2 separate regions of the Rattus norvegicus genome follow, and region 1 is linked to region 2. Evidence: chromatin contacts called from public Hi-C data. All regions are on one chromosome and are shown on one strand. Each heading gives the region's core, a stretch centred on a gene start, on an enhancer-like site or on the middle of the called end of the contact. The rest is flanking DNA. Distances are from core to core; before and after follow the strand shown. Region 1 overlaps Stk10 (serine/threonine kinase 10). Region 2 holds the start of Sh3pxd2b (SH3 and PX domains 2B).

Region 1 (6,586 bases), core at 864-3,363, 250 kb after region 2:
TGATGCCAGAGCCTGATTCAAGTGAGCTTCCAGTTTGACAGACTCCAATGGGAGAGGTCTGTACCTAAGCGCGTTGACCCACTGAGCCATCTTGCTGTCCCCCTCCCCCCACCAAATTTTTTTCAATACACAATTGATGGAACCCCCAGATACACCCATGAGTGTGATCAAAGATAAACTGAGCATCAAAATTGATTTTTTTTAAATCTCCTTTTTCTTTGTATTCTTTGTAAGATTCTAGCTAGTCACCACATGTGTTCTCTCCTGCTGTTTCCCACTGTCATTCCCCAGAGGCGTGGCTCTGAGAGCCTCTCATCTTTCTTTCTGCACCATTAAGTAACATGCCTGTAATTCTGCCATTTGATGGGCAGCACATGTGTATGTTATACAACCCACATGTGTATATCATACAACCCACATGTGTATATCATGCAATCCACATGTGTATATCATACAACCCACATATGCATATCATAAATCTACATGTGTATATCATACAAGCCACATATGCATATCATACAACTCACATATGCATATCATACAACCAACGTGCATATATCATACAACCCACATGCGTATATCATACAATCCATATGTGTATATCATACAACCCACATGCGTATATCATACAATCCACATGTGTATATCATACAACCCACATGCATATGTCATACGACCCACATATGCATATCATGCAACCCACATGCATATATTATACAATCCACGTGTGTATATCATACCATCCACAAGCACAGGAGGGGTTAGGGAGAGAGCTAGAAGGACCTCCGGCTTCTTTATGTGGACACGTCCACCACATTGGTCCCCAGTGCCCCTCAGTGTTCTGTGTGCATCCTAGTGTGTGCTGGGCTCAGGGAGCAGGAGGGTGGAGAGAGCTCATGCAGCAGGAGGCAGCACCCTGGTTCCCACTGACTTGATAGCATTCAGCTCCACTGCCCAGTAATGTCTGATACCAGTTCACTGCAGCGTTCGCCACACCTCCTCACCCCTCCAGCATGGAGGTGTAGGCCTTTTTACTTCGTCCAGTGGGCGCCTTGGTTTTAGGGACATGGGAGAAGCTGTAACCATGGAGCCTCCATGAGAACTGCAGGGGTGACGTGAGGGTGGAGGCAGAAAGGGCACAGTCAGTCAGAGGAGTCCAGAGAGGGCTCAGAGAGGACTAGGGCCAGCTCTGGGACACAGAGCTAGCAAGATGTGTGGTAGGGGCCAGCTCTCCCTAACTCATGCCCACAGGGCCAGATCTGCTGTGCTGTCCAAGTGAGGTGCAGGGCCTGCTCTCCTGTGCTGCTGATGGCAAGGGGGTAAGACCAGCTCTCCTGTTCTCATGACCTAGTAGCAAGCTCCCCCGACTGCAGCGGATGGCGAGAGTGAGGGGCAAAGGGAATCACCGCTCCCACAGAGGCCACCTGATGTAGAGCCCGGTCTTGTTTTCTCAACTGAAGTTGACTTCCTTTCTGGCTTGTATGAAGTTGTCATAAAACCGGCCTCTCCGCCCCTCCCCCCTCCCCCAGAGCAAGGTTGATAATGTTTTGGACTGACATGAGCAACAATCGGAAACCACTAAACTAAAAGCTGAATTGCAGTTATGCCGTACTGCAGCAGCTGCACTGTGCGCCAGTGTTGAATACTTGGGCGCTCACGTCAGCCTCAAAGGTCACCGACTGCATTTTGCAGAGGAGGACTTTGTAGCTCATAGAGGTTAATTCTTTCACCCAGTATCACACAGCTAGTAAGAGAAGCAACTGGGGTTCAGACCAAATCATCTGGCTGCAGAGCTGACGTGCAAGCCACTACACTCTTGTAGACGCCTGGAGGCTTGTAGTAAACAAACCCCACCTCCTGTGTGTCCAGTCAGGGAATGCTCATCTCTTAGAACCGAAGTGGGGAGAAGAGGCAGCTAGGAGTATGTGGTTGGTTAGAGCCACACAGAGCACTGCTTGGCCTCCCTAACTTCTGCCTTTCTAGAGAACCCCAGTCTCAAAAAGATTCTGATAAGATCAAGTTCTACATTTCCTTACGTGGACCCGTAAGATATACTAGAAGCCATTGGAGGCCGCGCTGTCAGTAATGCTAGCGAAGGCCTCTGATTGGCTCAGCCTGGCTCAGCGTGCTGTGATTGGCCCAGCTTGTAGGCCTCTGGCATGGAGGGAGGAGCCGGGGCTCGGTGCGGAAGTCCTCCTTCCTTTTTGTGTTAGTGGGCAGGAGGTGGGCTAGATGGCCTTTTCAGAGGAAGAGAGGATTAGGCCAGAGAAACAAGTCATTGTTCTTAGCCTGTGACTAAGGGGGTCGGGGGTGGGGCGCAGGAAGCCAGCTCAGAAGACTGCTTTTGTAGTTGAGGTTTGGGGTGATATAGGGAGAAGAGAAGCAATCAATCGATCGATCGATCAATCAACAGATGCAGCGATAAGAAGGTGAAGATAGCGGGGAGCCCCTGAGCGAACAGGCTCTACTAATAGGGTATATATAGTTACCCCAAATCTACAGAAAATACAATAGAAAGCTTGTCTGGGTAAGGGTGGTCCTTCCAGTTTCATGACTGGATTACAAGGGCTTGAGGAAACTGAGGGCCCCAGGAGTGGAGCGGTGTGTCTCTGATCACGTTAGCATCCTGTCCCCTCCCTGCCTGCTGCTGTTGGCTGTGACACCCTCAGGGAGGGCAGATCATCCTGTAATTAGGAGAAGCCTCTGGCTAGTGAGTCCAGCTGAGCCACTGGCTGCTGTTACCCTATCAGGGATCCCCAGGAAGGTGGCCCCTGGGAGCCCTGGGGAGGGCTGGAGCCTCCACTCCTTTCCTCCCACCCTGGTCCAGCAGGTCACAGCCCTTTCTAGACCTTGCTTTCCTGTGGACCCATGAGGGACCTGGCTACTGTTGTATGGCGTTTGGATGGGTTCCAGGTGACTGAGCGGGGTTGTTATGGGGGCACCCACATCCCTACCCAGCACCCAATCCTCTTCATACTCCCTGGCTTCTGGGGGGAAGCTGTTGTGTCTTGTGCCTGTGTTGATCACCTGGGGGCACAGGAACAGAACTTGCCATGTATCTTCAAACATTTCAACTTAGGTTTGTGCGGGGGATGCTTTTAATCCTCCAGAAAAGATTTTTTTTTTTAAAGATTTATTTATTTATTATATATAAGTACACTGTAGCTGTCTTCAGATACACCAGAAGAGGGCATGGGATCTCTTTACAGATGGTTGTGAGCCACCATGTGGTTGCTGGGAATTGAACTCATGACCTCTGGAAGAGCAGTTGGGTGCTCTTAACCGCTGAGCCATCTCTCCAGCCCAAAGTTGCATTTTGTTTTTTTGCTTTTTTTTTTTTTTTGGTTCTTTTTTTCGGAGCTGGGGACCGAACCCAGGGCCTTGCGCTTCCTAGGCAAGCGCTCTACCACTGAGCTAAATCCCCAACCCCCAGAAAAGATTTTTATACATGCATAAAACGTACTTCGAGTGTCTGGGAGCAGTTGTACTTGTCTTTACTCCCAGACAGAGTTAGAGGCTAGCTTGGTCTACATAGAAAGTTAGAGGCCAACCAGGGCCGTGTAGTGAGGTCTCTAAGAAAGAGATGGGGCGGGGCCAGGGTAGAGTGCGTGTGCATGAACTTCAAGGTATTCATTGGTAGTGAAGTCAGAAAGATGCATGTGTGAATCCAGGGAAAACTAGTATTTTGTTGAGTTTTATTTTTGTGTGGTGCTGGGACTCAAGCCCAGAGCATGCTGGGTAGAGGGAAGTACTTTCAGTCAACTGTAGCCCTTGCCTCTAGACTCTCTTTTTCTTTCTTTCTTTCTTTCTTTCTTTCTTTCTTTCTTTCTTTCTTTCTTTCTTTTTTTTTTCCAGAGCTGGGAACTGAACCCAGGGCCTTGCGCTTGCTAGGCAAGCTCTCTACCACTGAGCCAAATCCCCAACCCCTAGACTCTCTTTCTAAATATGTATATATTTTTTATTTTTAACAGAAACACAAGAAATATGTACATTTATGGGGTGCAGGGTGACATGATCAGACCTTGCGGCTATTGTGGCCATGCCTTCGGCCACTTGCTGTTTTGAGAAGAACATTTAAAATCGATTTGATTTCGAGGCAGTCAGTCATTGTTCTTGCCTTAAAACAAAGGCTCTACCTTGCACCCACCCTCATCCCTCCTGGTCCTCCCAGCTCCCCCGACTCCAGCCTACTCATCTATCTATCCTAGCTCCCCGTCTCCCCTCCCCGCTCCCCCCACTCACCCCTTCTCCCTCCCCACCTCCCTCACCCCACTTCTGGGAGATTCTCAGATAAGTTGCAGATTTTTGTCTTTCTGTGCTCGTCTGCCTTTTAAAATCGAACCTTATCCGCCTGTTTCCCCACATCCGTGAGTGTTGCTCACGGCCACCGTTATTTCATACACATGCAAAACAGGTTACCTGTTAGCTCTGGGCTGGGTATTAAGTGTGTCAGATCATGTTGCCAGCCAGCCAGCCACTCCAGGAGTGTGCCAACTTCTGGCTCCTGGAGCCTCCTCTGGGAGTTGCTGGGCCATGGGGTCTCACTTAGCTCACACTTGCCTCAGCCCCTCCTTTCTACTCCCAGCACATATACCTCTCAGCAGATTGCAAAGTCTTCCTTAACCACATCCTGTGTTTTACATAAGAGAGGGAGGGAAAGAGAGAAAAGTAAACCCCAATAGCATTGCTAGAGGTGTTTCTGTTTTCTAAACCGTGAAAACGGTGCACTCCATCGAAAATGGTTTAAAGAATAAAATCGTGCAAAGGAAAAAGAATAAATAGACCAAGGGCCTCTGTGGCTGTCCCCACCAAAACCTTTCACCTGGGGAGCTGACCACTGAGCTTTTGGGTGCAGCTGAGTTTGGGTACATGCAGTATGCAGAGGTTGGATTTTAAATGCGGCTGGGATGATGCTACGTGTGCTTTCTGTCTCGGAGTGTTACTTCTGGTCAGGTCCACAGCCATGTTCCTTTTTTAGGGCTGTATGCTTTTTCGTAGCCGAGGAGAAGCATAGCTTAACCATCTGCCTCTGAGCTCCAGCAGTGAGTTCAGTGGCTTCCAGTTTGACATTCTTCTGAATGCTGCTTCTGGAAGCCTCTGTCTGTTTTCTAGATCTGTTTATAGACATCTGCAGCCAGGACCAGGGTTACTGCTGACAGCATACAGTGGGGCAGCTGCTGCCTGCCTATCCTGGTGGCCTGAGTTTGATCCCCAGGGCCTACATGGTGGAAAGGAGAGAACCGACTTCTGCAAGTTTGTCCTCTGACCTCCACATGCAGACTGTGATAAGATAAGATAAAAATAATAAAATGTGGGGTTGGGGATTTAGCTCAGTGGTAGAGCGCTTGCCTAACAAGCGCAAGGCCCTGGGTTCTGTCCCCAGCTCCAAAAATAAATAAATAAATAAATAAATAAATAAATAAATAAATAAATAAAATGTAATAGAGAATGTGGGACAGGAGAGATGGCTCAGTAGTTAAGAAACATTTACTAGTCTTGCAGAAGTCTGATTGAATTCTCAGTACCCACTTAGTGGCTCCCACATGCCTGTAACTCTAGTTCCAGTGGGTCCCCTTCTCACTCCATAGGCACCGGGCATGCAGGGTGCACATACATCCATGCAGGAAATCATTCATACATATAAAATAAAACAAAAGGGTAAGTATCCAGTAGTCCTTGCTTATCCATAGCGACACAGTCCATGGCCCAGAGTGGGTACCTGACAGTACTGGTGGTTCAGAGCCTTCTACATAGTATCCATACATACTAGTGGCAAAGTTTAGTTTCTAAGCTAGGCACATAAGAGATTAGCAACATTTGGTGGTAAAATAGAACTATAGCAATATACTATAGTGGGTGTTATTTAAGATTTATGACTTATTTCTAGAACATCCCATGTAATAATTCCAGACTGGAGCTGACAGCAAATAACCAAAACTATGGAAAGCCAAGCCATGGAGTGGGGCTGGGCTGTGTGAGCAAAGACTTTTCAGCAAAGTCTCTATGCTCCCTTAGCTGTGGCTGTGCTCCCTTAGCTGTGACTGTGCTCCCTTAGCTGAGACTGTGCTCCCTAACCTGTATTCCCTTACCTGTGACTGTGCTCCCTTAGCTGTGACTGTGCTCCCTTAGCTGTGACTGTGCTCCCTTAGCTGTGACTGTGCTCCCTTAGCTGTGACTGTGCTCCCTTAGCTGTGGCTGTGCTCCCTTAGCTGTGACTGTGCTCCCTTAGCTGAGACTGTGCTCCCTAACCTGTATTCCCTTACCTGTGACTGTGCTCCCTTAGCTGTGACTGTGCTCCCTTAGCTGTGACTGTGCTCCCTTAGCTGTGACTGTGCTCCCTTAGCTGTGACTGTGCTCCCTTAGCTGTGACTGTGCTCCCTTAGCTGTGACTCAGAACATTCCCTCAACTAACTGGTTGGGTTTCTTGCTCTACGAGTGTTGTCTGGGCTAGAGCTGTGGGCTGAGCAAAAGGTGTTTCTACAGAAGTCCCAGTCTATCAGGGAGAATCCCTTGAACCCACTGCCCTGTTTCTAACTTATTCTGAAGTAGAGAAACAGAATCATACTTTGATGAGAAGACATTGGTA
Region 2 (6,658 bases), core at 488-2,987:
TATACATAAAATAAATATAAAATGGCCACCAGGAAGTGGAATGAACAAATCCAGGTAGAATTACCATGCAATCCAGAAATCTATCCAGAACATACTCTAAAGTATATGAGTAAGGACTTTGAACGGATATCTGAATGTCAACATTCCCAGCAGCCTTAGTCACAATAGCCCAAAGGTGGCAATAGCCAAAGTGACCACAGATACGTGAACAAAGAAAACGGGTAAGAAACACACAATGAAATAATATTCGGCCACAAAAAGGAAGAAGGTCCTGAATCAGGGAGCACAGAGGCAGATACATCTTGTGAGTGTTAACTGAAATGAGCCAGATACCCAAGGACAAAGGCTGCAAGACTCGAAGGTCCTGAGTGACCCAGAGTGATCCAACTCACAGACAGAAATCAGCAGATGGGGATGGGGGATGGGGGTGGGGGGTGGGGAGTGGGGCAAGAATGAGGGGATGTGATGCTGGCACTACAGCTGCAGGCAGGAACAATATAACCTCCCCAGGTCAGACCCACCGCCTGGTCCCACATAGATGTCGCTGTCCACGGGGGAGGGGGGATGTCAGTGAGAACAGCTTAATCAAGAGTCTGTTTGTCAAGAGAGCCAAGAAAATGGTCCTGTGCCTGGGGCAGCACGAAACTATCTTTGGCACAAAATGGTCTTTGGGAAAGACAATTCTGAAGGAAGGGAGCTGGGGGAGGAGGATTACTAAGACTTTTTCTCCTCAAGACCATCCAGGTCAGCCTTCAAGGCTAGAATGGCAGAAGGCATGGGCAAAGAAGTCAAACAGGCAATGGAGGGGTTTCCAGAGGGAATCAGTAAGGCCTGCCTGGCAGAGGAGAGCCCTCCCTCAAGAAACTCTTCCGATGATCTTGGACTATGAGTGAGAAGGTCCCTGAAGAGCCCTGCTTAGTGGCTGTGAGAACACTATCTTCAATCTGAACATCCTACCCATGGTATTCTATGTGTCCGGTCATTCATTCATTCATTTAGCCAGCATCTGTCAGTTACCCAACCAATGCTAGGAGGCTAGGGGAAAAAGATGTGGAGTTACTTTTAGCTTTGATTTGCTTAGTGTGGGGCAACCATGGGTTTGACCCACCTGCTCCATGAATTTGGAGGCTGTCCTCAGTTAGGTCCTCTGTTAAAAGGCGATTAATCAAGCAGCCCCCCCACACACATACTTCAGTCAGGTGTTGTGAGACTTTAAGTGGGCATCCCTGTTAAGGACAGGGCATAGGGCCAGGTGTGGACTCAGTTCCCTGCGGGGTCAGGGGCTACCTATCCAGCATCCTTGCTCTCGCTCACATTCGCGCGGCCCTGCTGCCAGGGTATTCTTACAGTTTTTCTCTCACTGTCACAGACAGTAAACCCAAGAGACCTAAGGACCGCCGCTTCTCCCCTGAACCCCCAGGGCTGGGGGCGAGCGATCGGCTTAAAAGCGACTGGCACGCCCGCGGTTCGCAGACACCAAGGGGGATGGGCAACCCCCATTGAACCCATTTCGGAGATGGAGAGCTCGAGGAGGCTGCTTGGGTGCCTGGGTTTAGAGTCGCCAGGCCCCGGCGCGGGGGGCGGAGCGCTCCGTCCCGCCGGGCGCGGGGACAAAGGCCCGCGGGCGGACGTGGCCGGGCCGGGCCGGGCGGGCCCTTTAAGCGGGGTGGGCGGGCGGCGCGGGGGCGGGCAGGGGCGGGGCGCGGAGGGCGGTGGCGGCGGCCGCAAGTGCTCGGCGGCAAGGATCGCTTTGGCCCGGCCCGGCCCGCACGGCGCTGGGCGCGGAGAACGGCCATGCCGCCGCGGCGCAGTATCGTGGAGGTGAAGGTGCTGGACGTGCAGAAGAGGCGGGTGCCCAACAAGCATTATGTGAGTCGGCGTCCGCGCCACGCGGCGACCCCAGCCCCGCGCAGAACTTGTGCCCCGCGCCCTCACCGCCATCTCCCCACGCGCCCCGGGTCCCCACGCTCTCCCTGCGGTCTGTCTCCCCACGCGCCCATGCTCCCTGCGCCTTCCCCGCCATCTCCTCACTCGCCCCCTGGTCCCCGCCATCTCCTCGCGAGCTCTCGCCTTGCCCACCCGTGCAAAAGTCTGGCCCCAGCCGCTGCTGGAGACGAAGACAGAAACCAGGAGAGAAACCCACGGAGGCGTGGGTCTCAGGCCACCGTCCTACCCAAGGCACCCAGCCTCATAAGACCAGCCAACCAAGCCCCTCATCCTTCTGGGTATGGGTCATTTGAGCGCCCCTTTCCTGTAACTTCCGCTTAACAATGTGGGAAAGTTTCCCAGGAGTAACCCCCCCTCTGTGAAATGAGAATTTTGTTTGGAGCTGCCAAGGTGTGGAGAAAAATGGGTCCCTGACATCCTTTTGCAGATGGGAAGGTTGAGGCCCAGAGGCTGAGGGTTCTAAAATGTGGAAGGTGAGCCTGGGGTCCACGGTGACCCTCAGGTGGGAAGTGGCCTCCCAGGCTGCTTGGGGACGTCGTCTGAGGTTGAGGTAGCTCTAGTTCCACCCCAGAGGTTCTGGGTTGTAGGACAGTGGATTTAGAAGAGGCCCTGGGGACTTCGCTCCAGGTCTGAGGAGGGGGATGGTATCCCTGGCTGGAAGAAGCTGGCTGTGGCAATCTTGGAGAAGTTAACCAGGAAGGAAAAAAAAAGCAAGAGGGAGGGAAAAAAAAAACCTAACAAAGAAGTGTGGAACAATGACTTGAAAGGGCGTTGGCTGGAGGAAGGCTGGCCAGGGGCTTCTCTGGAAGCCCCTTTCGGATCTATTTGTTTAAGAGAACCATCCTTACAAGGCAGACCGCTATACATGCCTTCCCTGAGTCGCCCATAAAATTCTGGAAGGAGATGGCCGGGAATCCACTACACTCTACAAGAAAGGGTGTGCTGTGTTCCAATGTATTGTTATTGGCTAGGCCTTCGGTAACTCAGCCCTGGGCCAGCCAGCGGGGGCTGCTTCCTGGACCTGTGGTATCTTTAAATAGAGCTAAGTTTTCCTTGCTTCGGAGCTCAGCTAAATTGTCTTGGTTTCCCCACACCCCGCCCCCTTTTTCCCCCCTTAAGTATTCCAAATGCTGCCAAGTCTGGTTTCTTGTTGGAGCCTGTTGAGTTGCTTCTTGGGTATGGGACAGTTTTCAGCAACACACCAACTGGAAGAAGTCTGAAATTCTCCATGCCTCCTTCTGACACCAGATGCGCCAACCCAGAGTAGATAGAGCCACCAAGGACTGGGCACCATCTTCCACTCTCTTGTGGTGTCCAACACGTTTAGTGGTGGTTTTCTCAAGTCTGGTTCAAGGATGAGACAGCTCGCAGTGAGGAGCAGGGCAGGCATGTAAGTCCAGGCCCGTTGGACCAAAGAAGTTGGTCCGTCAGGCCACGCCTCGTCCCACATCTCACACACCCACAAAGTGGACAAAGTGCTCTTAAAACCTGGGAATCTGCTCAGGCTCATCCTCCCTGGCAGACTTCTGCAGCTTTGACGGGGGTACCCCTGAGGTTCCAGCCAGTTAGGGGCTCCCTGAGCCAGATCTGTGTAGCCTCCTAGCCTGGGGCTCAGCTCTGGAGCTCCCAAGTTGCTGTTTCCTCTGTTAGTCTCTGTGTCCTCTTTTGTAAGATGTGGTGATGATGCCTCCTCCCAGGGGGAGCAACCATGTGACTGACGTGGGGTTTCTTAACTGCAGCCCTGTGGTGTCCATGCCTCTCTGGTTGAAAACGTGCCGACATCATGTGGGAGCCTGTTCCGAGAACTTGTTCCTCTGTTTGTGGGCTGAGTCACTGCTGTGACAAGGGGCCTTCTCCCTGACATCCAGCCTTTGGTTCCCCAAATTGGGGGAGGGGGAAGATGGATGAATGCAGCCTGAGTCATCCAGAGGAGCAGATAATTTGGTTCTAATAGTGGCATTGTCCCAAAGCCAACAGCAGCAGACTGGACTGCGGTACCTGTCGCCAAGCTCCGTACACTGAAAGGAGTGGGTGTGGAGACAGGTGTTGGAGGCCTGGCTGAAGTTACCTTGCTTCTGCCCTCTACACAGCAGCTTTCTTTTCCTCGATTGTAACGACAAAAATACAGCCAGATATTGAGTGTGGCATGTCCCCTTGGGGACCATCTTAACCTGTTTGTTTGTTTGTTTGTTTATTTTTAATTGTATAGTCTAGTAACTGAGGCTGGGTACTTTGTAAGATAAAATAAAAGCCACCTGGGAAGCCGGAAGCCCAAGGTTGGGCTGTCCCATCATCTTGGCCTCTAGAAAGGGTGTCTTGTCCGCATCAGAGTTGTAGGTGACATCATGGTGGGAACATGTTTAGAGGGAGAGATTGTGAACTGTGAGACTAGAAGCCAGAAAGGTGGGGGAGGGGGCACTTTGCTCTTTTGTAATACGAACCCTTTTGGAACTACCTAGGAGAGCTACCTTAATCTATTTTAAGACCATATAACCAATGACCTAACTACCTTCCCCTAGGCCCCGCCTCTTAGGTCCTGCCACTTCTCCCAGCATGACAATGGGACCAAGCTTCTAGCACATAATAACCCTTGGGTGTGGACAGATCCTATGCAGTCCTTAACAGGGGTGACAGCATGTGCTTCTGCCCCAGTCACAGCACCACAGTGCAGTGCGCACCTCCGTTTGGAGCTGCTGTGCCATCCCCCTCCCTGATTCCATGCCTGAAAGGGAATCCAAGTCACAGCTTCTGAGGTTGCAGTTAGACAGCCGTGCCTGGGGCTCAGGGCTGGGTCCCCTGCTCCATCTCCATGTCAGATTAGCAGTCTCTTCACAAATCCACCTTCTCCTGTGGACAAGGCTGGTGTTGTCACTGTGCGGCCTCTGCTGTGCCTGTCCCACTCAGAGTCTGGGCTTCAGAATGGATGTGACACATCAGGACCACCCTCCCTAACTGGAGTGTTTTCTAGCAACCTGTCTGCTCTGGGAGTCTTGTCGGTTGCCCTCCCCTGTACTAACAAAGAGTGGTACCCTGAACAGGGTCTGATGAGGCAGCTGTCAGGGTCAAAGGCACTTGTTCTCTGAGACAGGGTCTCTCTGTGTAATACTCCTCCTGGCTGTTCTTGCACTCACTCTGTAGACTAGGCTGGCTTCGAACTCACAGAGGTTTGCCTGTCTCTGCCCCCCAAATACTGGGATAAAAGGCATGCTTTGTCACACCCCAGCTGTCACGACCGCTCTTTAAGGATGGTAGACTCCCATCATGTGACGCCAGTGTTCAGGGGGACAGAGACTAAAGACCATCCCTGTCCATAGACTTCTACTCCTGTCAGGCTCTACTTCTGTATGTGCTTCAGAGCTTTATATTGAAAATAAATAACAGGTGCAGAGTGCCCTGGATCTCGTCCCAGCCACATCTTTCCCCAACCCACTGCCCAGCCTTTGTTATCTACCATTCACAACACACACACACACACACACACACACACTCTCTCTCTCTCTCTCTCTCTCTCTCTCTCTCTCTCTCTCATATTGGCACACAGTCACATACTCACAAACACTCATACACATATATACAGGCACGCACACAGGCATACACACTCATACACAGACACACACACACACACTCTCTCTCATATAGGCACACAGTCACATACTCACAAACACTCATACGCATATATACAGGCACGCACACAGGCATACACACTCATACACAGACACAGACACAGACACAGACACACACACACACACACACACACACACGCGCGCGCGCGCGCGCGCGCTTATTTTGTTCATGGAGACAGGGTCTCACTATGTAGCCCAGGCTGACCTTGAACTCAGGGAGATCTATCTGCCTCTACCTCCAGAGTGCTAGGATTAAAGACCCCGGTGCCTGGACCTCACTCACTTTTAAATACTGATTCACAGGCTGGAGAAATGGCTCAGCAGTTAAGAGCCAGTTTTGCTCTTGTAGAGGACCTGGATTTGATCCCCGGTACCCATGGAGTCCTTTACAACCAGGGGATCTGGTGTCCTCTTCTGACCTCCATAGGCACCAGGCACATGTGGTACACATACATTCAGGCAAAACCCACATAAAATAAAATATGGGTTAGTAGGATAATTTTTTTTTATCTAGCTGCCTTCCCCAGGTGTCATTTACACACCACCATGGTGACCCATTATAACCGCAGAGGTCACTGGCATTTGTAGTAATTGAATAAGGCTGAAAGCCCTCACCCAAGTCCAGTTTTATTACCCTTCTATCACCCCATTTGCCATCAGTGTCCCCCCCTCCTTTCCCTTCACATGTTTTACCTGATAACACTCCCCCTCAGTCCGGTCTTCAATGTTTCGAAACTGTAAAAATCTTGCTACGTTCAGATCTATGTTAATACCAAAGCCCCAGTCCATTTTAACTGCCGCATAGTATTCCATTCAAGCCACTTTCCCTCCGTCATCTGTAAAGTCCTCTCTTACTGGGGACTCGGGGCTGCTCTTCCCATAGTTAACCTGGCAGGAACTGTTCCTGTGTATAGCCCCAGGAAGGAACTATGTTGGGTCTTGGAGTGCATGTTCAGCCCTGACGTTACCCTAGGAGCTGTGTCCCTGGGCTCCCTCTGCTCTCAATCAGTCACTCTATTATCAGACTTTCTACTTGATGTCAGTCTGCATGCTGTACAGCAGTGTCCCTGACGGTTGTTAGCCCTTCC

Evidence for each region. A called contact is a pair of places that touch in the nucleus more often than the background predicts.
Region 1: a contact with region 2 is called in a Hi-C map of Schwann cells, with 6 times the contacts expected there. The contact joins the enhancer-like site here to the promoter of Sh3pxd2b in region 2. A contact is called at or near these places in 6 of 12 Hi-C or Micro-C datasets (the Rat2 cell line, Schwann cells, frontal cortex and 3 more) and 1 of 1 datasets of contacts at active chromatin or transcription factors (oligodendrocytes).

Annotation. Positions count from the first base shown.
Region 1 is chr10:17,669,653-17,676,238 of GRCr8, forward strand. The region is part of intron 4 of Stk10 (serine/threonine kinase 10); the gene reads left to right. Among named protein-coding and RNA genes, the nearest start is that of Stk10, 51 kb to the left of the region's middle. Within about 2 kb of position 2,114, at least 19 of the 93 cell types and tissues checked have an H3K27ac peak or open chromatin away from gene starts, as enhancers often do. A contact at or near this core is called in Schwann cells and kidney, where this site is marked.
Region 2 is chr10:17,421,210-17,427,867 of GRCr8, forward strand. Sh3pxd2b (SH3 and PX domains 2B) reads left to right here and starts at 1,738. Exons shown (of 13, transcript NM_001398763.1): 1 at 1,738-1,869. The coding sequence starts at 1,795.